Linked DNA regions of Mus musculus: regions 1, 2, 3 and 5 are each linked to region 4. A link is a contact called in public Hi-C, Micro-C and promoter capture Hi-C data. All regions are on one chromosome and are shown on one strand. The core of a region is the stretch at or near the end of the contact, and the rest is flanking DNA. Distances in the headings are between cores, read along the strand shown.

Region 1 (4,422 bases), core at 1,508-4,007, 820 kb after region 4:
AATGATCCCCAAAGACTCATATGTCTGAATACTTGGTCCCCAGTTTGTGGAATGGTTTGGGAAGGATTAGGGGGTGTGGCTTTGGAGGAGGTATGTTATTGGGGGCGGGGTTTAAAAGACCATATCGTTCCCAGTTAGCTCTCTGTCTTGTGGTGGATCAAGATGTGCACTCTTGGCTACTGCTCTACCCTGCCTGTTGGCTGCCATGTTTCTAACCCTCTAGAACTGTTAGCCCCCCAATAAACTCCTTCTTCATAAGTTGCCTTGGTCATAGTGTCTTATCATACCAATGAAAAAGTAACCAAGGCTTTGCAGACACCACTGTCCCCTGTTGCAGCTTGCTGCAGCCATGATGAACCCCATCATGCACTTTGACATGGTAACCAATGGCAAACCCTGCATCTCCTTTGAGTCGTTTGCAGACAAAGTTCCAAAGACAGCAGAAAACTTTTGTGCTCTGAGCTCTGGAGAGAATGGATGTGGATATATGGGCTGCTCCTTTCACAGATTTATTCCAGGAGTTGTGTACCAGGGTGGTGTCTTCACATGCCATAATGGCACTGGTCCATCTACAGGGGGAAATTTGAGGATGAGAACTTCATCCTGAAGCATATGAGTCTTGGTATCTTGTCTGTGGCAAATGCTGGACCAGACACAAATGGTTCCCAGTTTTTTATCTGCACTGCCAAGAGTGGCTGGATGGCCACACGTGGTCTCTGGGAAGGTGAATGCAAACATGAGCACTGTGGAAGCCATGGAGCATTTTGGGTCCAGGAATGGCAAGACCAACAAGAAGATCACCATTTCTGATGGTGGACAACTCTAATGATTTTGACTTACTGTTTTCTTACCCACCAGACCATTCCTTTTGTAGCTCAGGAAAGCCCACCACCTTCCCCACCCCCCCCCCACTTGCTCATAATACCCTGTAATCTTTGCTCTCACTGAAGTTTTTGAGTTCCATATTTTCCTCATTCCCCTCCAATCTAGCTGGATTACAGAGGTAAGCTTATGGTTATGAATAAATACTAAATAAGAAAAAAAAGAAGTAATCTAGACAGGGAATAAGTCACCTTGAAGATTATAGTCTATCGTGAAAGGTAGTAACTGAAGCAGAGGCCATGGAGGAGTGATGCTTACTGGATGTGTCTCCACTGCTTGCTCTGCTTGCTTTCTTACACTCAGGACCACTTGCTCAGGGATGACATCATCCACAGTGAGCCCACATCAATTAGTAATCAAAAAAAAAAATTCCCCCACAAACTTGCTTCAGGCCAATCTGATGAATTTCAACTTTCTTAAGTGAGATTGCCTCTGTTCATATCGCCTGGCATGTGTCAACTTGACAAAAACTAGCCCACACAGTAATAAGTGTACCCTACATTTCCTCCAGTCAGGAGCTCTCTGGGAGAAGCACAGTGTGTTTGAGTTTGAAGGGCCTGCCTATCTCTGGAGTCAGAAAAACCTGCAGGATGAGAAGTTCTGCACAGACAAAGCCACTTTTCATGAATAAGTGTCAAGCCGCAGTCTCTGCCGTTGGCATGTAGCCGAGATACCATGGTTTTCATTCTTAGGGGCATCTAGTTGTGAACAGCATTGCTGAACCTGGGGACCCTGCACTTGCCCCTTCTTTGATTGTAATGTATATAAATTCAATAAGCATTTGCAAAGATGTGTTATTTAAAAAGAGAGAGAGAGAGAGAAACAAACCTGTGTCTGCAAGATTGCTCTGACAAACTAAATGTCAGTGTAATATGAGTTATAGCCAATACTGTCCTCCATCTCCATAGTTACCGACTTAGTGGGGCAACTTAACTCTCAGGGAGGGGGGTATTAGCTTTGAATGGCTTTCTTTCTCCATTCATAGCTGTTAGCTGTGTTCTGTTGAACACCACCTCTCCTTTCTCCCTGGGCAGGACCTTCCTTAATGGCAAATTGGTGTGATTACATAAACACAGAGTATTTTCTGTTATTATGACATTCTCACTCTAAAAATAACTACCCCTTTCAGGGTTTTAAACGTACATTAATTGTTTTAGCTGAGGTATACTTTATATGCAGTTACATTGTCTTAAGTATAATAGCCAATGAATTTTAACAAGAGAGTGAACTTCTGTAATGAGAATTCTGGAATTTTGGTTTCTTAAAAAAAAAAAAAAGAAAAAAGAAAAAAAGAAAAGAAAAGAAAAACACACAGAAATATTGTAAGAGTGTGCTTCTGTTTTAATCCCAGGTGTAGGGTGTGGGACTGGTTCCGACTGTCCGAAGCAGCTGACCATGATTTGCCTCTTGCGCTAGCAAAAGTGTGGTTTTGCCAGCTGCAGATAATTTCTATGATTGTGTGACATTCGGAATTCTGGAAACTTTTCATAGTGCATATAAATTCGGAGGCCCTGAGAGGGGAGGGTTGGTGGTTGGTGTTTATTTAGGGAAGTTATTTACCATTTGGTACTTGGAGTCAAAGAAGAAACAAAAAGAAAGAAATTAGATTCAGGGATTTTCCTAATTCCTCTCTCCCTTCTATCCTTGTTTCTTTCCTACCTAGTATTAAAGGGTTAAAGGGGGTGGGCAATGGATAAAGGGTGGAAAAAAAGAACCTACCAAGTAGCAGAGACCAGCTACAGAGTCTGTAGGATATCTAAAGAGGGCTGGTGCATCAGTTTGAGTGCATTAGTGAAAACCTCAGACACCAGTCATGTGCTGCCATTGCGTTAGGAAAAGGAAATTAACAAACACTTCCCCTTTGAGTAATTCTGTTTCTTTACTTCCCCCTTTCTGTGGTTTTCTGTCTGAATTTGTACCTGTCTGAATGCTGCCCTGTGAGTCTGTCTGTCCCTGTGTCTGTGTGTCTGTTCCTAACAGGGCTTTGTTCTGTATTTATTGAACAGCACAGAAAGCAACACATGAACGAGGGATTTTACAGAAATCTTTAGCAGAGTTTACAAGGGGTTAAGTCATTCACTCCACCTGCCCCCAACTCACCCAGATAAGCAAATAAATACAGCTATAAATCGATAGAAGAAAGCTGCTTTCAGTGTTGATGGTGGGTATGATTATCACAGCAAACCTGCAAACATACAAGCAGGTCAGGGTCATGGAAGAGGACATAAGGAGATTACAGCTTCCACTCTCTGCGGTTGTAAAAGCTGATTGCTCAGGAAACCCAAGGCAAGTGAGGTTGGTCATTATTGTGTCTCTTGAAGGCAGGGTAACGTGCATTACCAACCTTGGCCTTGAGGTCCAGCAAAAACTTCTTTCTGGTCCCTTACAATATTAGGGATATTTTCATGGCAATGATCAGATTATTTAAAGCAGAAAAGACATGATAAATGTGCTGGTGTTGTTCTCTGGTCCCCCAGATAGAGGACCTGGGCTTGGGTTCCCCAAATCCATGTAAAACTGCAAGTGTGTCAGTACCTGCCTACAGTCCTAGCACTGAGGGACAGGAGCCTCCCTGGAGCCTGCTGCTCAGTAGATCTAGCTGCTCAGTAAATGGACTCTAAGTTCAGCGACAGACCCTGTCTCAACAAAACACAGAGATCAATCAAGGTCGACATTTTATGTCAACCACTGGTTTCCAAGTCTGAACACACATACACGCATGCACAAATAGTATCAACTGCATTTTTATATACTGGCATCTGAAAATGTGCAAATGGAATTAACGATGCAGTTTGATTCATAATAGCATTAAAATAATAAAATACTTACAAACATACTTTTTTTTAATGTGCAAATTTTAGCTGCTAGCTGTTTTCTGCTGCTGTGATCAGACACTAATCAAAGCTAATCGAAGCTAATGTGGGCGAGAAGGAGTTAACACCTCTAACTCATTAGATTGAGGGAAGCCAGGACAGGGACCTGGAGGCAGGAACTGAAGCAGAGGCCACACTTACTGCAGCACAGGCTGCTTACTGGCTTGCTCAGCTTGCTGTCTACACAACCCAAAACCATGGAGGGAGGAGGAGGACTGCCCCATAGACTTGCCTATGGGTTAATCTGATAGTAGAAAGGCCTCAGTTTGGGTACTTACCCTAAGTGTATCGAGTTGCCAAAAACTAGCCAGCACATCTTGAATACTAAAAACTATAAAACTTTGTTGAGTTTAAAATAAATAAATAAATAAAAGTAAAAAAAAAAAGAAAGATATCTATTTTGTGGATTGGATGACTTAACACTGCTAAGGTGCTGACTTGATCACGACGCCTGTCAAAATCCCAGGGGCCTGTTGGACAGAAATTGGAACGTGCATCTTGGAACCCACCTAGACATTCCTAGGGCTCAGAATAGAGATAGAAGTTTTCAAAGAAATCAAGTTGGAAGACCCACAACTCCTAATTTCAAACCTTTACTTTAAAGCTCCTATAATCCCAGCAGTGTAAGAGTTTCATAAAGGCACACACAGAGACCCACAGAGCTTCT
Region 2 (4,776 bases), core at 2,130-4,629, 750 kb after region 4:
GGACCAGTCGGAAGCAAGGAGCAGGGCCTCTCTACAGACCTCACAGTCACAACCAGCCCTTCTGCCACCAGGATGTGCACTTCTGACATCTGGAACTACAGGATGAGAAATTCCTGCTGTTTTTAAGCCCCCAGGCTTGTGGCTGTCTGTTATAGTAGCTCCAGGAAACTGACTGCTCTTGCTGGGGTTGCTAGACCTGTCAGCCACTGCCTGGCTGGTGTCCCCGGGGCACTCACTAGCACTGCAGAGAAGCACTCACTCTGCCTGTATTGGTCACTTACACCTTTGATCTAAACATGAAACTGTGAAGACTGGACCCAGATGACAACTTGGCCTTGGGCCTATGGACATATTGACGCTGTCCCTCACGAAGGCTTTGGGCTGGATCTTGTTGACATGACCACTTCAAGAGCACACCTTGGAAAAGTGTCATAGGCAAGAGTGGACAAGAGCAGAGGCTGGGTGGGATCCAGACTGGCTAACTAGTCTGCAGGTGGCAAGTGCTAGTCCGAACTCAGGAATCACATCCCCAGATCGCCCCAGTTAAATACTTTAAAGGCTCAAGGCCAGTTGCTCTCCCATCCTAAATGCTGTGACCTGTAGTGTCGTCCTCCCCCCAGGAGCAGCCACACAGGGACCTTGAGGGAACCCTTCAACCAGCCCTTTGTAGGCAGTGCTCTGTGTGGGGTTCACCTGATGGAAGATTCCACTTAGTGGAAGATTCTACCTAGCAAGCTTAGGACAGAGGCAGGGCTAGGCGATGTAGAAGACATTAAGATTTCAGCAATACTGGTGCTAGATCTCGAAGGTGTTTTCCTCAGTCTTTTTCTTGTTGTGAATGTCCTCTAGTACCAACTCAATAATGAATCTCCCCTGGTCCCACAAGCAGGAAGCTGACATGGGTTTTCCAGAAAAGTCTGCTGCTCACCCTTTTGTAGAGACCCTCATTAGTTCTGGAGCCGGTCAACCGCTGGATGTTCCCCCCAGCGCCCCTATTTATTCTCTCCAACTTTCACTCTCTAAATCAAGCCTCCACAGAGGAGAAAGAATACAAGGAGACACAGTAACAGACTGAGGTGCCTCTAGTTAAATCACCTTGAATGTCTTGCTTGTCCTTAGAAGAATGCTTCTGTTTGTACAAATATAATCTCTACTTGCCCCATTTTGCAGAGGTGGTGAGGAGGAGGTTTGATTCTAGGGCCTTGGGCAAACTAGAAAATGGTCTAATTCTTTGTTATATCCCAGCTCTTTTTTACTTCATGTTGAGACAGGGTCTTATTGCATCACCCAGGCTGCTCTTGACTCCTCTCCATAGCCTAGTTGGGCCTTCAACTTTGAATTCTTCTGCCTCAGACTCCCATGCAGCTGAGCTTCCAGGTTTGCACCGCCAGGCCTGGCTGTTGCCCCACCTCTTAGCTGGGAAGAACAACTCGCCTTGATTCATACCGCTGGACTTTCACTTCAGCCTGACACTCAACAGCAGGCCTTTAGCTCTACCCATCAGCCATCCTGCTGCTCTGGCCCTCTTCCTGACCTGTGCAGTCCTTTTGATGAAGTCCTTGGAAACTGCTCTCTCTCACATGGGAGAGGAAGTTGGGAGTCCACACTCAGTCTACAGCTCACCTTGCTCACCTTGCCTGTGGTCTGCAGTGGGTTAGCAGAAGACTCTAAGTGTCCTGCTTCCTTCCTCCGCAGGGGCATGGCTCGCCACCAAGGAGCCTTCCCTACACTGAAAGCTGCTTTGTCTTTCTCTTTGAGTATCTATGTCCCAAAGGAATGGTAGCAATCCCATGTTCCTTGATCAGTTTTCTCTCTGGGGATTCAAGAATTCTTATGTAGATGAATTACTTTTGGCCTATCTTGGTAGATGGCAGTGCTCTACTGGTTAAGCAGGCCACCTACTCCAGCTCTTAGACTTCGAGACTTGTGGTTTTTCTAGACTGTTCCTCCCAATTGTGGTCTAAAGCAATTTCAGACTGGCATGGTTACATATATAGTAACACACTTTCTAGCCAGCATGGTGTGTTGATGTGTGTGTGTGTGTGTGTGTGTGTGTGTGTAAAGAACTGAGACAGACTTCCAATTGTCCTCCAAAAGCTTTCAAAGAAATAACAAGTGACTTTCTCTTTATAGTTCTTCATGTCTAATCTTTTGCAGGGCAAACGGGACTCTGTTCCATCATGTCACATGATCAATTAGAGCTTCAGGAAGTGGGCCAGTGAGAGGGCTCAGTAGGTGAGGATTCTTGCCCCCAAGTTTGATAACTGATCCTTAGGACCCACAAGGTAGAAGATGAAAACTTCCACAGGTTGTCCTCTGCTGTGGTACGTGTGTGCCCAGACACATAACACACAATACACACATACAAAAGAAGTAAATATTTTGAAAAGAAAACTCATTTTTTTTTAAAAGTCTGTTGTTGTATATTCTGTCCATAAAGAGTCCTGTTAGTAGGTGGAAAGAGCTGGTGGGGTTTGAACTCTGAAAACAGAAAGGTCCTTTGATTCCAGTCTCAGTTTAGAGCCGTTTTTTCATTGAGATGAGAAAGAGCAACATGACTGCTCAACTCCATGGTCTAACTGTGAACCCTGGAGGCTGCCTTGGCCAACAACTGAATCTGCAGTTCAGTATAAGTACAGTATATAAGTAACTCTGAATCTGCAAAATATAAGTAACTTGTGGAAAATAAATTCAAGAGAAGCAGGAAAGACTGGTGTTTGTATGTAAATAGTATATACAATCAAATAATCACTATATATAATCAATATTTTTAAAATAGGGTTATTAAGGATTATAAAACATGAATCTTTTCCAAATCCTTCCCTATTTTGCTGGCAAGCCCTTGGTTAGGAAAAGCTACAATGTTAGCAGTTGTCTTCAAAGTCAGAACACAGAAACCTTACCCACACAGGTTGTTCTCTGGAACCCAGTTCCCTTTGCCTCTAGACCAGTGGGGTCAGAAGCAACCACAGGGACGACCTCTGACCCCTGTCTGGTTTTCCCCCCTGTCCTATTGGGAAAGACAGCGAGTGGGGTCCTTGGGTGTTCTTAGACAGGGGTAGGCTGGGCACAACAGAGAGAGGTATACTTACCATACCCCTGAATGAAAGAGGAAGACTGAGCCCAGGCCTCTAAGACCCACCTGCAGAGGGATCAGAATTCTCCAACCTAAGTTCTCAGTGTGCTCAGTCTATTGTGACCAATTGGTGGCTTCTGTGACTTAAGCCCCATGTCACTGGGGTGGGGGATAAAAGCTTTGTGGTCTCCCAAAGGACCAGCGAACCCTAGGGGACTGTTGCACTTTCGTTGCTGAGAGCTGCTAATTGGTATTTGACTGACGGCTGTTGCTTCTGTAACAGGAAATCAGAGCCACATGATCAGAATACAGCATCAACCTGAAGAGGACTACATTCGGCACTGGACCAGACGCAGGCGTGAACAGATTGGCATGGTGCCTCTTGGGCTTAGTACCCACACGCTAAGACCTATGTGAAGGACCGGAGAAAGATAGGAGGCTGCATGAAGTCCAAAACAGATGATAAAGGAAAAGGCATTGTTCTTTGTGGACATGGGGGACGCATGTGTTAATTTTTGAAGCTGCGATCCTAGGAAAAGCTGGGCTAGAGGAAGAAGAACCTGAGGTGGTGAGAATCAACGCACTGGGATCCAAAGCCCATAATTATGAATTTCATTTTTTTCTTTCGCCTCGAGGCTGCGATGAAGGCTCTTGCTACACAAAAACCTATGTGGCACCCAGGATATTATATAAGCCCTTGGCAGGAGGGGAGATAGTCCGGTTTGTGCGCTTCAGCCGCCGCAGTTGCAGTAGCCACAGCGCAGCAGCGAGAGCCGCTCAGGTTGATTTAGAACGCGGGTGACAGTGGCCTGGCGCGAGCCTACGGCTGACGACAGCGGCTGATCCCACTCGGTTTCCATGGAGACGGGCAGGAGCCGCGGCGGCGGCGCGGCTGTCAGCGAGCGCGGCGGCGGCGCGCGCGCGGGGGTCTGCGGGAGGCAGGAGCAGGCCGGGGCCCTCGCTGCAGACATGGACTCGCATTGTGAGTGCGCCGCGGAGACGCCCGCCGCAGAGCCGCCGTCGGGGAAGATCAATAAGGCTGCGTTCAAGTTATTCAAGAAAAGGAAATCGGGGGGCACCATGCCCAGCATTTTTGGGGTCAAAAACAAAGGGGATGGGAAGAGCTCGGGGCCGACGGGAATGGTGAGAAGCAGGACCCACGACGGACTAGCCGAGGTGTTGGTGCTGGAGGGCAGCAAGAAGGAGGAGCCGCCTGGCGGGAGCGATCACAGCGGGGCCCGGCCGATCCCCGGACCCCCCAAACCCTCCGGGCCTGGCCTGGGCTCCCTGGCCAGCAGCTCGGTGGCCAAGTCCCACAGCTTCTTCTCCCTGCTGAAAAAGAACGGGCGATCGGAGACCGGCAAGGGAGACCATGCCGAGGCGAGCAAGGCTGGCGGCAAACAAAAGAGGGGGCTGAAAGGGATCTTCAGCAGCATGCGCTGGCACCGGAGGGACAAGCGCGGCAAGGAGGAGGAGGAGAAGGCGGTGCGCGCGGCGGGCCCGGGCAACCTGGTTCTGCCCGGTTCGCTCACCGCCAGCCTGGAGTGCGTCAAGGAGGAGCCGCCCCGAGCCGCGCGCCGCCCGGACAGCCCGGGCCAGGACGCCTCGCGACACGCAGCAGGTGAGCCCGCAGGGGGAGAGCAGGCGCCCGCGTCCGCCGAGAGCGCCCCGGAGCGGATCTGCCTCGAGGCCGGGAGCCC
Region 3 (4,552 bases), core at 1,275-3,774, 560 kb after region 4:
GTTCCTGGAGGCACATGGCACACATTCATACACTTGGGGACATAAATACACATGAAAGAAATAATTTTTTAAAGTTGTGTTGTCCTGGATGAAAATTCTCACACTTGGATTTATCTTTTCTTGAGGAATTAACATGACTCTTCAAAGTGATGGATGCTCTCTGTGCTTCTTGTAGATCACATGATTCACAGTGCAAGTGTTTTTGATTCTACAGCTGGGGACAGAAAAATGACTTTTGAAATATATAGCATTCAAAAGCTAAATCCATGGTTACATCCAATTTTTGAGTCTAAGAGGTCCAAGGAATCTGATAGACTCTTCTGCTCTCCACAAGCAACATACACACACACACACACACACACACACACAGTGCACACAGGCAAAACTCTCATAGAAGTAATAATAATGATGATGATAGTAATAATAAAAATAAAGTTAACATTATTTTTAAAAGTTCCCAAAATTTGTTTGAGAAAAATCACATATAAATGCTTCAAGGCCAACTTACTTAAAATTGAAAGAGGCTGTATTTGGCTCCAAGACTATCAGTCTCTGAGATTTGGAACTGTAGAGAAGATTTAAGTACTTCTTTTTGTCACCCAAAAGAAAGGGCCACAGGGAGTAAGTTTTCTCCTTTAACCTTAGGGAATAAGCACACAAAAGTCTTACCTAGAGATCCTCAGCGCTAATGCTATAGATCAGGTGGTTGCTTTCTGTTGCTTCCAGCTGGAGACTCACCTCTCCTGCCTGAGCTCTGCTTTCCCTGCATTTGGGAGATCAGCTTCAGCAGTCAGAAAAGCACTCAGCACTGTTTGCTTTCTCTGTGTTGATTTAGCCTGATGCTGTCAGTTACAATAAACAAGTCTCCATCTCCCGCCTTTATCTGGACTGCAGCTTAATGTAGGCCATGGAATTAGGAGAGTGGGAAAAACTCAGACCATGTTATACTGAATGAGTAGCCCCAGTGAAAATGATAACTTACTAAACATATAAAGACATGTACACACACACACGCACGCACGCACGCACACACACACGCACGCACACACGCGCACACACACACACACATATATACACACACACACACACACGCACACACACGCACGCACGCACGCACGCACACACACATGCACCACACCCTGCTCCTCCTCTCTCAGCTTCACCAAAGGCCATGGAAATGAGATCAGCAGGAACCCCCCCCCCCCACACACACACACACAACTTGGCAAATGGGCTCCTCAGTGGTGAGAATTTCTTAAATGGGCAAAATCTGGACGATATTTTGTGAAATTAGCACTGCACAGTTGGTTTGCAGTCAGCACCATCATTTTCATGGGGTGAGAATATTTTAGCTCATTGTCCTCCCTTACCTTTCCTCCACTGTTCTCTGATTTTTTTTTTCTCTGAATAGCAAGAGATAGCAGAGGGAGACACGTTTCAGCCAAGGCTAGTTTGTTCTGAATAATTTAACCCCCAAAACGCTGAAAGTAGCATTTAGGCAGAATGGAGCATTCTCGGGACCTTCTGAATACACTGGCCAGTGAGGAAGAGAGAAGCCAGCACTCTAGAGCTCTGATGGAGACCAGGCATGAATGGAACATGACTCAAGGGACTCACGTTCACAGGCAAGATAGGTTCCCTCCCCAGGGGGACCTCCCCTTCTCAGAGGAGGAAGGGTGGGGCAGGTGGGGGAGGGTATGTATGTCGAGGGAGGGGACTGGAAGGGTAGGGGCTGCAATTGGGATGTAAAGTGAATAAATAATTTAATAGAAAAAACAGATAGGCTCCCTCTATACTGCTTTTTTCATCCCATCTAGCTCCAGACCCACCACAGAGCAGGTAGCCATGGCTGTCAGAGGTTACCTGAACATAGCCTGACAGGACAGAGAGCAGGTGAACCCCACTTCTGTGGCTTTTCAGAAGCTCTTTGTGTACCACACATTTCACTCTTTCCCAGAATGGATCCACGTGCTCCTCCCCAAAAAACAGTGCCAATATACACCATTGCATTGGTGACGGAACTTTAGAAAAACAAGTCTATTGAACACACTTAGCCAATTTCTCCCCTCATATTCTGGAGAACAAGAGGCTCACTTATGAATAAAGGGTAGGTAGGAACTAGTGGGATGTGACATACGCTTGTCATCTCAGCCCTCGGGGAGGAGGCATGAGCATTGCTGACTTCCAAATGTGGGCGACTAGAGGACTCATTTGCTGAAGGAGGGCACCAGGCCCACAGGCCCTGAGCAGTCAAGTAAAAGCAAAGCCACCTCCACTCAGCCCACGCCTGCCTCTCCCTTCTTTCTCCCTTCCCTCTGGCTTCCTCAGCACAGCAAGCTCCAGGACTCCTGCATATACATCCCTGTCTCCTTCCCTTCCTCCCTCAGAGAGAGGAGAAAAGCTCACATCATGGAGAAGACCCAACCATAAGGATTAGGAAAAAAAGCACACATTCAGGAAGGCCAAAGGAAGCACAAAGAGTTCCACCTAAGCAGAGTCCCCTGAGGGCAAACAAGCACCCTGGCGATGCAGCCAGTGACTCATCTCTCAGTGTAGCTAGTTGGAGGAAGCAGGTGCCTATTTTAGAAAGCTTGCATAGCTTTGCTCAGAAAGATTATGTACTTTTTCATGCTTCTTGGTGATAGCATTCATTTTGTGAGGATTTGGGAGTTTTTGTTGTTGTTGTTGTTGTTGTTGTTGTTTTGTTTTGTTTTGTTGTTATTCACCTGTTGTTTGTTTTTAAGACAGTTTCAGGATCTCACTATGTAGCCTTGGCTGTCCTGGAACTATGTAGTCAAGGTTAGCTTTGAACTCATGCACATGCCTGCCTATGCCTCCTGAGTGCTGGGACTAACGGTATGTGTCACTGTGCCTGCCTGCCATTGATATTCTTAAGTCTGTTTTCCGCTAATTGGTACTTTAGTCACACTGTATTTTATTATTTTTATCTCAATTTATTTTGATTTTTTTCCTTTGAGTTGGGCGTGGGATTTCCTATGCCAAAACCAATTATTGAATTCTTGAGCATTAAAGTTTTCAGACCCCATGGTTGTTAACCTACTAACAGAAAGGGTGTTTTGCTAACCATCAGAATCATCCCAAAGGCCTATAGGGGAAAACAGATTCCTATTAAACACCCCCATCCCAGACCAAACCTGCAAGATGACTCAGAGGGTGAAGTATACACTGCCTAACCTGATGTCTGAAATCTCATCCCTGGGTCTCAGATGGTGGAAGGAGAGAACTGACTCTTGAAAGTTGTCCTTTGAGCTCCCCAAGTATGCAGTGCCCTGTACATATGTGTGTGTGCATGCGTGCACAGAGACACACACACACTAAACAAACAAACAAACAAACAAATGTAACACCTCATCCCCAACTGCCCAACCAAGGCATTCATCTAGTTTTCCCATGTGGAGATTCAATGACCCCCAACTATTAGAGCCATCCTATAAGAGATGTGTACTTCCCTCTTGGGTCATACAACTGTGAACTGGCCTAGTCATTTCAGTTCTTCTCTGTCTTAACAGAAGAATAACCATCCTGATCTGCGGGAAATGGGCAGGCCTAGGTTATGGACACACCTCTCAAATGGCAAACTATGTCTATAATGGAGAAAAGTGGGAGTCAAGGGCAGGGGACAAGCTGAGTCAGTCTTCTGGGGAAACCAGAGGATGGGCACTTAAGTCTTTGCATCAGAAGCTGGCAGCTTAGAGATCACTCAGCAAAATGGCTAAAATCCACAGACGGGGCTCTGGGGAGCTGGGGAGAGGATTCAGAGGGCCTGAAAATCATGTTGCACTGTGAGCTGGAACCGCACACGCCACAATCAAGCTATAAATAGATGACAAGCTTTTGGGCTTGTCATCAGCCTCATCCGCTGAGACAAGAAATGAATGTATTAAAGAAAGCCCGCTGTTGTTTCCAGATCAGACCACAGTGTGCAAAATCAAATCAGCCTGGCAGCTGTGTCCTCAGAGGCAAAAAAATCTGGTACAAAGGTTTCTGACTCAGCCCCTATCCTGGTCTGCTGCATGTCACAGGTAATAGTTACATAATACTCAGTCTATCTACAACTTATTTCTTATGTTTCTGCACTTGTAGTTAATTCTTTATGCTCTTTTTAATGTTCCTTTCTGATCAGGTTAGTGATGGCCCCATAACATGGAAGATGATTACAGTGTAAAATAGCCCATGGAAGTGAGTCCTGGGCCTGATACATGACCACCATCAAACCTTCAAAGCGTTAAAGAGAGTTTAATGAAAAGGTACTGTCTTAGTTAGTTTTACTGCTGGGAAGAGACACCATGACCAAGGCAGCTCTTATAAGGACAGCATTTAATTGGGGCTGGCTTACAGGTTCAGAGGTTCAGTCCATTATCATCAAGATGCAAGCATGGCAGCATCCAGGCAGGCATGGTGCCAGAGTAGCTGAGAGTTCTACATCTTCATCTGAAGGTCGCTAGGAGAAGACTGTCTCCCAGGAAGCTAGGAGGTAGATCTCATTGCCACCAGCACAGTGACACACTTCCAACAAGGCCATACCTACTCC
Region 4 (4,644 bases), core at 628-3,127:
TAACCATAGTCACCATCCATTACATGATTCCACCCATCAATCCTTGGCCTCTTAGGGCTTAAATCTAAACACTAGTGTTTGATATTTTTCTCTCCTTTCCTCTCAGCCTAATGTCACCCTGTGTGTTTTAACTGGCCCTGTAAAGGGTCAGAGAGCTGGATCAGTCAGTAAAGGCTGGGTTATTCAAGCATGAGGACCTGAGTTCGAATCCCCAGCACCTATAGAAAAGCTAAGTGTGGTGGCTTTGGCCTGTATCCTATCATGGGGTGGGATGGGGGCACACACAGGCAAACTTATAAGCCTGCCAGTCTAGTTAACTTGGTAAACTCCAGGTTCAGTGAGATACCATGTCTCAATAAGGAAAATAATTGAGAAAGAGGCCTGACATCAGTCAACCTCTGGCCGCCACACGCATGCTCATATATGTAGACATACATGCACATACAAACACCTACATACCCACCGCTCACACACGCATTGGCTCTGCACAACGCTGCTTATAGATCGTTGTATCATTTTTACTTGCTTGATTCCGTTCCAGTCCAACTGCTCTGTTAATTCAGAAACATTAGTCTGCTTGAGTTTGTGACCACACCCATCTGATCTCTGATGCTAATCAGGGTTGGGCCTAGTTAGTTTGTGGGTTGGAGACCACCCTGCTTGAGGGAAACGGTTCGAGGAGCCAAGGTGAATCCCCAGAACTCGATTCGGAATGTGCTTATGAAATGAATGCTTCTTCAATGTTGGAGTTTTGTTCATTTCTTAGCTTATAGGGGTTGATGTTTGGCGCATTTAAAATATGTCTTTTCAAGACTGGAGTGGAGCTCTGTGGTAAAGCATTTCCTTCCCAGGCCACGCTCTGGGGTTCCGTGCAAGGGTCCCTTAAATGACAAGAATAAGGTGTTTTGTTGGGCACAGGCACAGAAGGAAGAGTTTTCTCTGTGAATATTTTCTGGGATGAGTGGAAGGCTTAATTCTCAATGTTTTAGGTAAGGGTTGCACTAAGAGCCCTACAGTGGTTTAACTCAAAAATGTCTTTGCTATGGACAAAATTGCCTTGTATTCTTGTTACAGCCAGTTCTCCATTAGATACACAAAGAAACAGCCCGGAAACACGTGATGGTTCCTCCTTCAGGGGCTGGGTTTAGCATTCACATGGAATGACTCCAGCTGAGAAAGACGCAGTAGGTCCTTTAAAAATACTCATCGTTACTTTAATAGCATCAGCACCTGCTCAGCTGCTTCAAGAGTGAAGCTATTCGTTTCTTCTCAGAATGTCTGGCGTCTGAACCCTTGCCTTCTTCCTGGCTGCAGCTGTCTAAGCCAAGGAGGTCAAGTGTCACACGGAGGCACCTTTCTGCCGGACGCCAACAATCACCACACCAAATTAGGGAGGGGAAAAGAAAACTAATAAAATAATATAGTTAATTTAGTCAGTGACCCTATTGACTTTCTTGCTGACCTCTTTACTGTGCAGTGCCATGGCACCGGGAGGCCAGGCACCACAGCTCAGATAGGGTTTGTGTTCGTCCTGGGCCTGGAGGTTGAAAGCTGAGCAAGACAAGTCTATCTGAGTGATGACTGAGTCCTCTGTAACATGGAAAGTAAGAATTATTCTTTGGAGAGTTGTCAGAGTAACTCGGAATGTTGGACGTCGAAGATCCGCACTAAACTTACTTCTGCTATCCTTGTTTTAACTGGCTTCCAAGGCGTGGCTGACTTAAAACGTGTTTTCCCACTTGTCTGTTCTGTTCACCCGCACCGCTGCCTGGCCACTGCCACACCTTTGGTGAAGGAAAGTGAAGGGCTACGAGTGTCCCCTGGCGGAGGGAAAGCCCTCTCGGCACGCATGCGCGCAGGGGAGCCTCCAGCCCCTCTTTAAGTGAGGAGCGCGGTGCGCAGCCGGGCAGTCGGAGCTGGCTCGCAGCCTTGCCAGGCGAGCGTGGGGTGTCCGCGCGCTCCTCTGCTCCCATAGCCCGAGGGACTGAAACTTCCGTGGGCGGCTCCCACCGGAGCGCACTGCCGGGGGCGCACCAGCGACAGGGAGAAAGGAGACCAGACGCGGGCTGCAGTAGGAGCCGGGGAGGGCAGCCCGCTGGCCCGGCGCCCAACAGCAGCCGCGCGGCCGCCGCCAGCCGGGCGGGCTCCGGGACTGCAGGGGAGGTGCGGGCACTCGCAGCGTCCCGAGCGGTGGCCGGAGCCATGAGGACCGAGCACAGAGTGGCGGAGGCAGAGCGCAGCCGGCCGCTGCTGCACTTGCCGCCGGGAGCACTGCGCGCACTGCCCGCCTCCTTCGCTGCTTCTCGCAGGGGAAGTGAATAGAGGGGGAAAGCAGCCACCAGCTCCGGACTCTGATGCTGAAACGCTCCAGCCGCGGCCTGGCTCCTGGTCGGCAGCGAGGCGTCCCCTCGAGGATGCCCAAAGAAGGTCGGATCACAAGCCAAGCTTTCAGAAACGTTTCTTCTGTGATGCCCCTGTGAAGGCCGAACCTAGCAGGGACGTGGTCACTCGCAAGGAGGGATGACTTAGACCCTGGCTCTGCAGCCTGGGCTTCGCCTCAGAGGGGAGTGTTCCTCACGGAAAGCCCCAGGGATCGCCGAACCATAACTTCTTGGGGGAGATCTGTGACCTCTAGAGACATCACCGGTGCCCAGGGCAGTGCCATGTGGGGCGGACGCTGCTCACCTTCCACCTCTTCCAGGCACCGCGCGTCGCTGCTGCAGCTGCTGCTGGCCGCGCTGCTGGCGGCGGGGGCGCGGGCCAGCGGCGAGTACTGCCACGGCTGGCTGGACGCGCAGGGCGTCTGGCGCATCGGCTTCCAGTGCCCCGAGCGCTTCGACGGCGGCGACGCCACCATCTGCTGCGGCAGCTGCGCGCTGCGCTACTGCTGCTCCAGCGCCGAGGCGCGCCTAGACCAGGGCGGCTGCGACAACGACCGCCAGCAGGGCGTAGGGGAGCCTGGCCGGACAGACCGAGAAGGCCCAGACAGCTCGGCAGGTAGGCGAGCAGCAGCCAGGTGCAAAGAGGGAGCGGGAGGGCGGTTGCTTTGCCTGGGCAAGAAGGACCAGGAAGCCTGGAGATTTTAGGAAAGGGCCGGGGAGCAGAAACCTGAGTTTTTTGTTTTTGTTTGGGGGTTGTTTTTGTTTTTGTTTTGTTTTGTTTCCCCTACTCATTAACTTTGTATGAAGTGGGGCAAAAAACCTCGAGAAAAAACACGTTGCTTCTGTTCATGGTCCGTGCCTTCCTTTCCCTTCGTCCCATTTCCACTGGGCTTAATCTTGGGAATAGTCAAGAAAATGACAAGGGTGCACCCCTCTGGAGAAGGCTTGTCCAGGGTTCTCCTCCAAGGGTCCTCAGACGGAGGGCAGTTCTGGGGGACAGCAGACGACTTCCCGTGGGTGACGCACCTTTTCACATCTCAGGGATCCCTTCTCTCCCGCAGGAGCCAGTGCACAGCTCCCTGTGACCACCTAGGCCTCTGGGAATCTGGATTGGCCTCCTTAGGCTGACTTGATAGACGTGCCACTGGAACGGAGCCCAACTTTGCTCATTGAGACTTTTGACTATTTCTTAATAGACAAAGCCAGATTTTGAAAGTAAGCCTGTCAAATAATTTAGTAGATGGCATTTCCTTAAGGAGAGGCTGCCAAATTGAGTCTCTCTCTGTGCGTGTGTGTGTGTGTGTGTGTGTGTGTGTGTGTGTGTGTGTGTGTGTGTGTGAATGAGTGCTACAGGCACATACATAGGTTTGGAGCTGCCTGCGCTTTGGCACAGGTGGTTTCTGCTTTATAGAGCAGTCTCCAGCCCAGCAGCTCTTTGCAGTGCAGTTAAGCGTTTTCTTAGTTTGCTCTTCCTGCTGCTGTTGCACTGACTTCAGTCTGAAAGGAGGAGAACTGAGGGTCGTTCTGGAGAAGGCACCATCTGAACTGCAGCTCAGTTTGCGGAGTGTGTGGTCTGGGAACAAAGCCTAGAGAAAAGAGCCAAATGGCTACAATAAGGTGTCTGTTCAATTGGGCTTGTTAATAACTTCTAAAAGTCGGGATGGAGTTGGCTAAGGCTGGAGGCAGCGGCCTTCTCACACTGTGGATGCTGGCCATGGCTGCCCTTCACTCCACTCCTAAATCTTTAAGTCTCCCGGTTCTCTCACAGCCCTTCTGCAATGAAGGACGAATTGCCCAATTAAGCCTGCGGGGGCTTGTGGTAGCACTGCATTCTTTACCCCTGTGTAGTTATTTACACTTCCAATTAAGAATCCTGGAAAGAGAACAGTTATTTCTCCCCCAAACTCATTATGTGGGCTGAGACTGATTTCAGCTGGATTTTGCTATCATATTGGAGGTAAAACTTCTCTGTGGGTTTTTGTTTGTTTGTTTGTTTGTTTGTTTGCCATTTATAACATGAGGGAGCTGGTATCTTAATTTAGGGAATGAGATATTTTTACTGTGTGTAGGAAAGGGCTTGGCTCTCACTGCTTGGACGGGGCCTCCAGTGCTGGTGTAATGAGAATGGTACAGCTGTGGGAGCCAGCTGGGCTGCAGATGGCAGCAAGCCTTCTGGTCTGCGGAACGGACCCTGAGTACAGAAGTGGCTCTGCTCAGCAGTTTATTTCTCTGTGATTCTGTGTGCTATGTGAATGGGGACGCC
Region 5 (4,837 bases), core at 1,727-4,226, 590 kb after region 4:
CTTCATGGATTACATCACAACCAGTGTTCATGTAAGGTCAACTGGCTAGCATTAGCAGCATCCTTTTGACTATAATGCTCTTACAGGCCCAATGAAATGGGTCTACTCTTCCTCATTTTTTTGTATGGCTGCTAAGCCTACAGTCTCATTTTTCTGGTGTCTCTTTCAATGTCTAGGCTGCTATCACTTGAATCGTCCAGCCTTCCTCCTTATCTGACACCTAAGCAGGCATTCTCTGCCTTCTGTGGGTGTTCATTTTCTAATGCCCTTTCTATGGCAAAATGCACACTGGTTCTGAACCAATCTCACCTCTGAGCAAAGTGGTCCTATCAGGCTTCTTAGTGGCCACAGCCCCAATCTGGTGGAACACTGTCCATGGGTGCCCTGAACATTCTATCAGTGTAGCAGCCAGCAAACTGGTTTCTTTTTAACCTTTGATCTGCTTCACACTTCAGTTCCTTGTATCGGTTCAGGCTCTCCACACGCCCCGGAAGCATGAGATTTCCCCCATATTTAGGGCCTTTCTACCTCCTTTTTTGATTAAAAGAATCTCCAGTTTATCACCTGAGCTTCTCCAACCACACACCCCATCATTACTCTGGTCCCAGTGGGACTTCCTCGGAAAACAAGCTTTGGATGTCATCTAGGGGCACAGTCCCTTACCCATTCTGAGATAACCAGAATCAGCGGGGGTGTTCAACAATCTGCCCATGTGATACCCAACTTGGATTTGAGTAATAGATTGGATTAAATCAATTAAGTCCCAAGAGGTTTTGTTTTTCTTGTATGAGGAGGTGCTTTTTTCCAATGTAAGAAGTCAGTGGCAGAAAAGGATCAATAAATTAAGGTACATTGGCCTTCTGGGACCTGTCCATATTGGTCAAAACAGAGGGGTCTTCAAATCTTACAGAATGGCTCATCTATTATGTTCAAGGGGCTGAGATTTGGCTTTCTTTGCTCTTCCCCACCAGGGTGTAGGGACTTAAATTTCTGAGGGGACTGTTGCTAGTGATGGCTCTGCGGCTAATGGGCCTGCTGGCACTGTGAAGAGTAGCGGTGTCAGGGCTCCCCAGCATGTGCTGGTGGCACAGGGGGCAGTGACGGGCTATAACTGTACACATGGTACAGAGACTTCTGGCTCCTCAGGTAAAACAGGTTTCTTCTGAGGTTTAGGCTCTGGTCTACATTAGAAGACATCATTGCCCTAAAACCATCATGATTTTATAGTTCTTTCCAAGCAGGCTTTTAGCCAGCACATACTGAGAAGACAGTGTCTTTTCACCAACTGATGTAAGGAAACTGGCCATGGCACACTCAAACACCTTATTATCTCTTTATCCAGTGGCCCCTCATGGACCCACCTCACCCAAATAGACAGCAATGTTTCACAAAAAGCCGTTTTCTGAGAAAGTTTGGTATTCACTGTCTTCCTCCTGAATGTCTACCTTCTGGAAATTCTTTGTAATGTGGTCTAAAGGTGTAGGCTACACTACTGTCCACCCAGTTCATGGTATATGAGTCACTTAATTGGTTATGATTCCCCACCCTTGCCCAATGCTCAGAGTTCACTGCAGAGCTGGTTTTTGTCCTTTTGTGTATTTTTAAGCCAGGTTATTTAAACAGCTTTATGACTCTTAGACAATTGTTCTTCTATTCAATGGAGTGGGTAATTGGAGCCCAAACCAAATCATTCTGGGTTCTTACCAGTCTGATGAGTGGGGCCCCCTGGCCTGCTTCATGGGCTTGAGTGCACATTCAGGAGCTCTGTCCCAGATCCCAAAGAGGGCAAATCCCATATAAATTAAACGGCTCATTGGCACCAGGCATATATCTACTCCCGATGCCTTGAACCCTCGAACTCCCCCCATGTGGGGAAGGCAAAAGTGGTGAAAGCACCTCCTAGTCAATGTATCAGAAATGGTACAGGAGACCAAGGGAAGCGAACCAGGAAGCAGTTTTACGTACCCATACACTAGCCCAGCAGAAAACGGTCTAAAGACTGAAAGCCATTCAGCTGAACAGGGCCTCTTATATTCCTCTGTTCCCCTGCCCCCACCTACAGCAATCCAGAGTGATATATTTTAATTAGTGATATCAAACGTGTTAATATAGATTGCTTAACTGCGGATGTATCCAGGTAACTTCTCAGGGCCTTCTACCGTGACATGTACAAGGATACTCACCACAACTTCTACAGAATTGAACCCATCAACAAGAAACAGCTGAAGAGACACCTGGATAGCAATCGGGCTACGGGGAAGGAAAGAGTGTGCAAATGGCAATCTCTATGAGCTGACAAGGCAAGAGATAGATAATATACTACAAAGGGGAGGAAATCAAAAATCACACAATACTTAGGTTGGGATTTTGTTGTTGGTGGTGTTGTCAACCTGCTTGGTTTAAAAGGGAAGAGAAACCAATAAAATGAGCATTTAAAAAAAGGAAAAAGAAAGTAAAGCAACCATTCATACACATAGAAAGGACATTTTTAGAACAGTCTGCCAAGACAGATCAACACAATTAGTGTACACACTTGGGCAGGGCAGGACTGAGACTAAGCTGAAGGAGTCTTTGCTTTTAACTCAAATATCTATCAACTTAATTATGATGCTTAATGTCATAATTTTCAGAAGAAAAAAAACCAAGTGACAAAGAACCTATTACACTCCCCTTTCCATTTGTGCATGTATGTGTGTGTGCACGTGACGGAGGACGGGGGGGGGGGGGGGGGGCTGTTGTTGGGACTCATTCTTTTTTTTTTTTTGGTTTTTCAAGACAGGATTTCTCTGTATAGCCCTGGCTGTCCTGGAACTCACTTTGTAGACCAGGCTGGCCTCAAACTCAGAAATCCGCCTGCCTCTGCCTCCTGACTGCTGGGATTAAAGGCGTGCGCCACCACGCCTGGCTGAGACTCATTCTTGAATGCTCTTCCACCATATTCATTAAGGCAGGGTTCTCTTGGTCAAACCTGGAGCTTGCTGGTGTGGCTAGTCTCTCTAAGCAGCTAGCTCTGGGAATCCCTTCTCTGACTCTGGCCACTGGAATCAGGAGGGCAACCACACCCATCCAGCATTTACTCACTTTATCAGCATAACAAGCATGTTAATAACTGGGCCACCTGTCCAGTCAGAATTTGCTACATTGTCTTTAGCCTTTTGTTAAAAACAAAAGAGAACAAGACTATAACTTACAAGTGTAGACAACACTAAAATCAATTAAAGAGAATAAGAAGCAGTAATAAAATTAAGTATGTACAACTGCTGAGACCTACAAAGATTCAAAGCAACTAACAAATTTTATTATTTCCACAATAGACAAGGCGAAGACAAAGGAGACAAAGACAACACTCTGACTCCTACCACAAATGAATGCTACAAGTCTCCAGTGGTTCAACATATGAAAATGTATATAAAGAAAAAAATAACCCAGAGAAATATAAATATTCAGATATTTGCAGCATAATACAATGTACTTAAAAAACGAACAAAGCAGTATTTTTGTAATTGTATATGTAACTCTGATGGTAATTTAAAATGCCAAAGCACACCTTTTTCCTATCCTCCCCCATAGTCTGGACTGAGGGTTGCAGAATTACAAAAATATACAAATGTTTAGTGCTCAGAGACAAATAACTCTCCTTATTTTAATGCGTCAAGATGCAAATATTAAATTCAGGAATGCCAATCACTGTTATATGCAGATAAATAAAACAGACCAACAATTTTTATAATCAAACCCAAGTAACATTATACTAAAATATGTATGTATGTATGTTCGTATGTATGTACACCAGACCTGTTTTGAATAAAATAAAAAAAAGGTGCCTTAGTGAAAATGATCCTGAAAGTATTCACTGATAAACATTATATACAAAACCTTCTATGTAAAAAAATTAAACTATTTCCGTGCAATTCCATGTGTTCATTCCACCTGAAAACTACTTTCACGCTGTCACGGTCCTAAGGCAATGAATTCTCTTCACAGTGGTGTTTACTCACTCAACACCAGGATCGGCAGTACAGACAGAGGTCACACAGACAACCTGACACACCTCTGAGCACTCCCTGGAGCTCCACCACTCTTCAAACCAGCACGTTTATAGTGGGTACAAAGAGTTTCCCTAAAATGTAGTTTCTCTAGTCCAGATTAAGACTCAGCACATTAAGAGGCTCAGAAGCCACTTCATTTGGTTTCTCAATAGCCCTATAAGAAGAATTCTGTATTGAAACAGCTAAGCAAGTTGTTACTGAATTAACATTGCATCCTCCACCTGCATAGATTCAATTTGGCTTAGTAGCTCTTTGCCCCAGAACATCACTCTGGAGTTCACATACACTCCTAAAAGTCCATCTCCTTTACAAAAAAGATTCTCATAATGGTAGCATGAGAATATATATAGGGTAGTAAAGGTTTCTAAAATCTGTTTGATGAGCCTTAGAGCATTCCTCAGTTAAAGTAGCTCCTAAGGGTCAAGGTATAAATAAAAACAGAAGAGTGGGGTCAATGAAGTTGAATGGGTTAAATACTTATATCAAGAATCACTTCTGTCTAATAAACAAATGAAGTGACCAGGCACCCCAAGTTACTCCTTTTATAAGCGCTGAGGATCTAAATCATAAAGAGTGAATAACTAAATACACTAAAAAGGATAACAGTCTGAGGCAGGAGTTGTAGGTGTGTAAATATATATTTTATGTGCACACATTGTGTGCATTACTCTCTATATAATTACATACATATCCACAAGATGCCCTGCAGCACAGTTCAAAAGGCCTTGTCAAGGAACAAACTACTTCTAGCACAGGCCCTAGAGTTTATACCATCTGCATAAGAAACC

Evidence for each region. Promoter capture Hi-C pulls out the DNA fragments that hold promoters and counts their contacts. Hi-C and Micro-C count contacts between places; a contact is called where the count stands out from the background.
Region 1: a contact with region 4 is called in a promoter capture Hi-C map of the HPC-7 cell line, with 3 times the contacts expected there. The contact joins the enhancer-like site here to the promoter of Shisa2 in region 4. A contact is called at or near these places in 4 of 39 promoter capture datasets (the HPC-7 cell line, embryonic stem cells, frontonasal cranial neural crest and 1 more), 1 of 484 Hi-C or Micro-C datasets (embryonic stem cells) and 1 of 115 datasets of contacts at active chromatin or transcription factors (embryonic stem cells).
Region 2: a contact with region 4 is called in a promoter capture Hi-C map of embryonic stem cells, with 3 times the contacts expected there. The contact joins the promoter of Amer2 here to the promoter of Shisa2 in region 4. A contact is called at or near these places in 1 of 39 promoter capture datasets (embryonic stem cells) and 2 of 115 datasets of contacts at active chromatin or transcription factors (embryonic stem cells and stem cell-derived neural progenitor cells).
Region 3: a Hi-C map of cortical neurons shows a contact between it and region 4, with 2.6 times the contacts expected there. The contact joins the enhancer-like site here to the promoter of Shisa2 in region 4. A contact is called at or near these places in 15 of 39 promoter capture datasets (the 3T3-L1 cell line, the HPC-7 cell line, cranial neural crest and 8 more), 6 of 484 Hi-C or Micro-C datasets (cortical neurons, embryonic stem cells and palatal mesenchyme), 1 of 115 datasets of contacts at active chromatin or transcription factors (astrocytes) and 1 of 9 other capture datasets (embryonic stem cells).
Region 5: a contact with region 4 is called in a Micro-C map of embryonic stem cells, with 2.6 times the contacts expected there. The contact joins the enhancer-like site here to the promoter of Shisa2 in region 4. A contact is called at or near these places in 4 of 39 promoter capture datasets (cranial neural crest, embryonic stem cells, hippocampal neurons and 1 more), 3 of 484 Hi-C or Micro-C datasets (embryonic stem cells, liver and olfactory sensory neurons), 3 of 115 datasets of contacts at active chromatin or transcription factors (embryonic stem cells and forebrain) and 2 of 9 other capture datasets (adipose tissue and embryonic stem cells).

What each region holds. Positions count from the first base shown.
Region 1 is chr14:60,441,629-60,446,050 of GRCm38.p6, forward strand. It overlaps the pseudogene Gm6066. Among named protein-coding and RNA genes, the nearest start is that of Amer2, 66 kb to the left of the region's middle. Within about 2 kb of position 2,758, at least 70 of the 459 cell types and tissues checked have an H3K27ac peak or open chromatin away from gene starts, as enhancers often do. A contact at or near this core is called in the HPC-7 cell line, where this site is marked.
Region 2 is chr14:60,374,313-60,379,088 of GRCm38.p6, forward strand. Amer2 (APC membrane recruitment 2) reads left to right here and starts at 3,380. Exons shown (of 1, transcript NM_028113.4): 1 at 3,380-4,776. The coding sequence starts at 3,935.
Region 3 is chr14:60,186,112-60,190,663 of GRCm38.p6, forward strand. LOC108168164 (a long non-coding RNA gene) reads right to left here. Exons shown (of 3, transcript XR_001781273.2): 2 at 670-763; 3 at 47-214. Among named protein-coding and RNA genes, the nearest start is that of Gm33582, 17 kb to the left of the region's middle. Within about 2 kb of position 2,525, at least 37 of the 459 cell types and tissues checked have an H3K27ac peak or open chromatin away from gene starts, as enhancers often do. A contact at or near this core is called in cortical neurons and trophoblast stem cells, where this site is marked.
Region 4 is chr14:59,623,404-59,628,047 of GRCm38.p6, forward strand. It overlaps Shisa2 (shisa family member 2), which reads left to right and starts at 1,878. Exons shown (of 2, transcript NM_145463.5): 1 at 1,878-2,997. The coding sequence starts at 2,664.
Region 5 is chr14:60,214,800-60,219,636 of GRCm38.p6, forward strand. Nupl1 (nucleoporin like 1) reads right to left here. Exons shown (of 15, transcript NM_170591.2): 15 at 3,272-4,837. Among named protein-coding and RNA genes, the nearest start is that of Mir719, 12 kb to the right of the region's middle. Within about 2 kb of position 2,977, at least 16 of the 459 cell types and tissues checked have an H3K27ac peak or open chromatin away from gene starts, as enhancers often do. A contact at or near this core is called in embryonic stem cells, where this site is marked.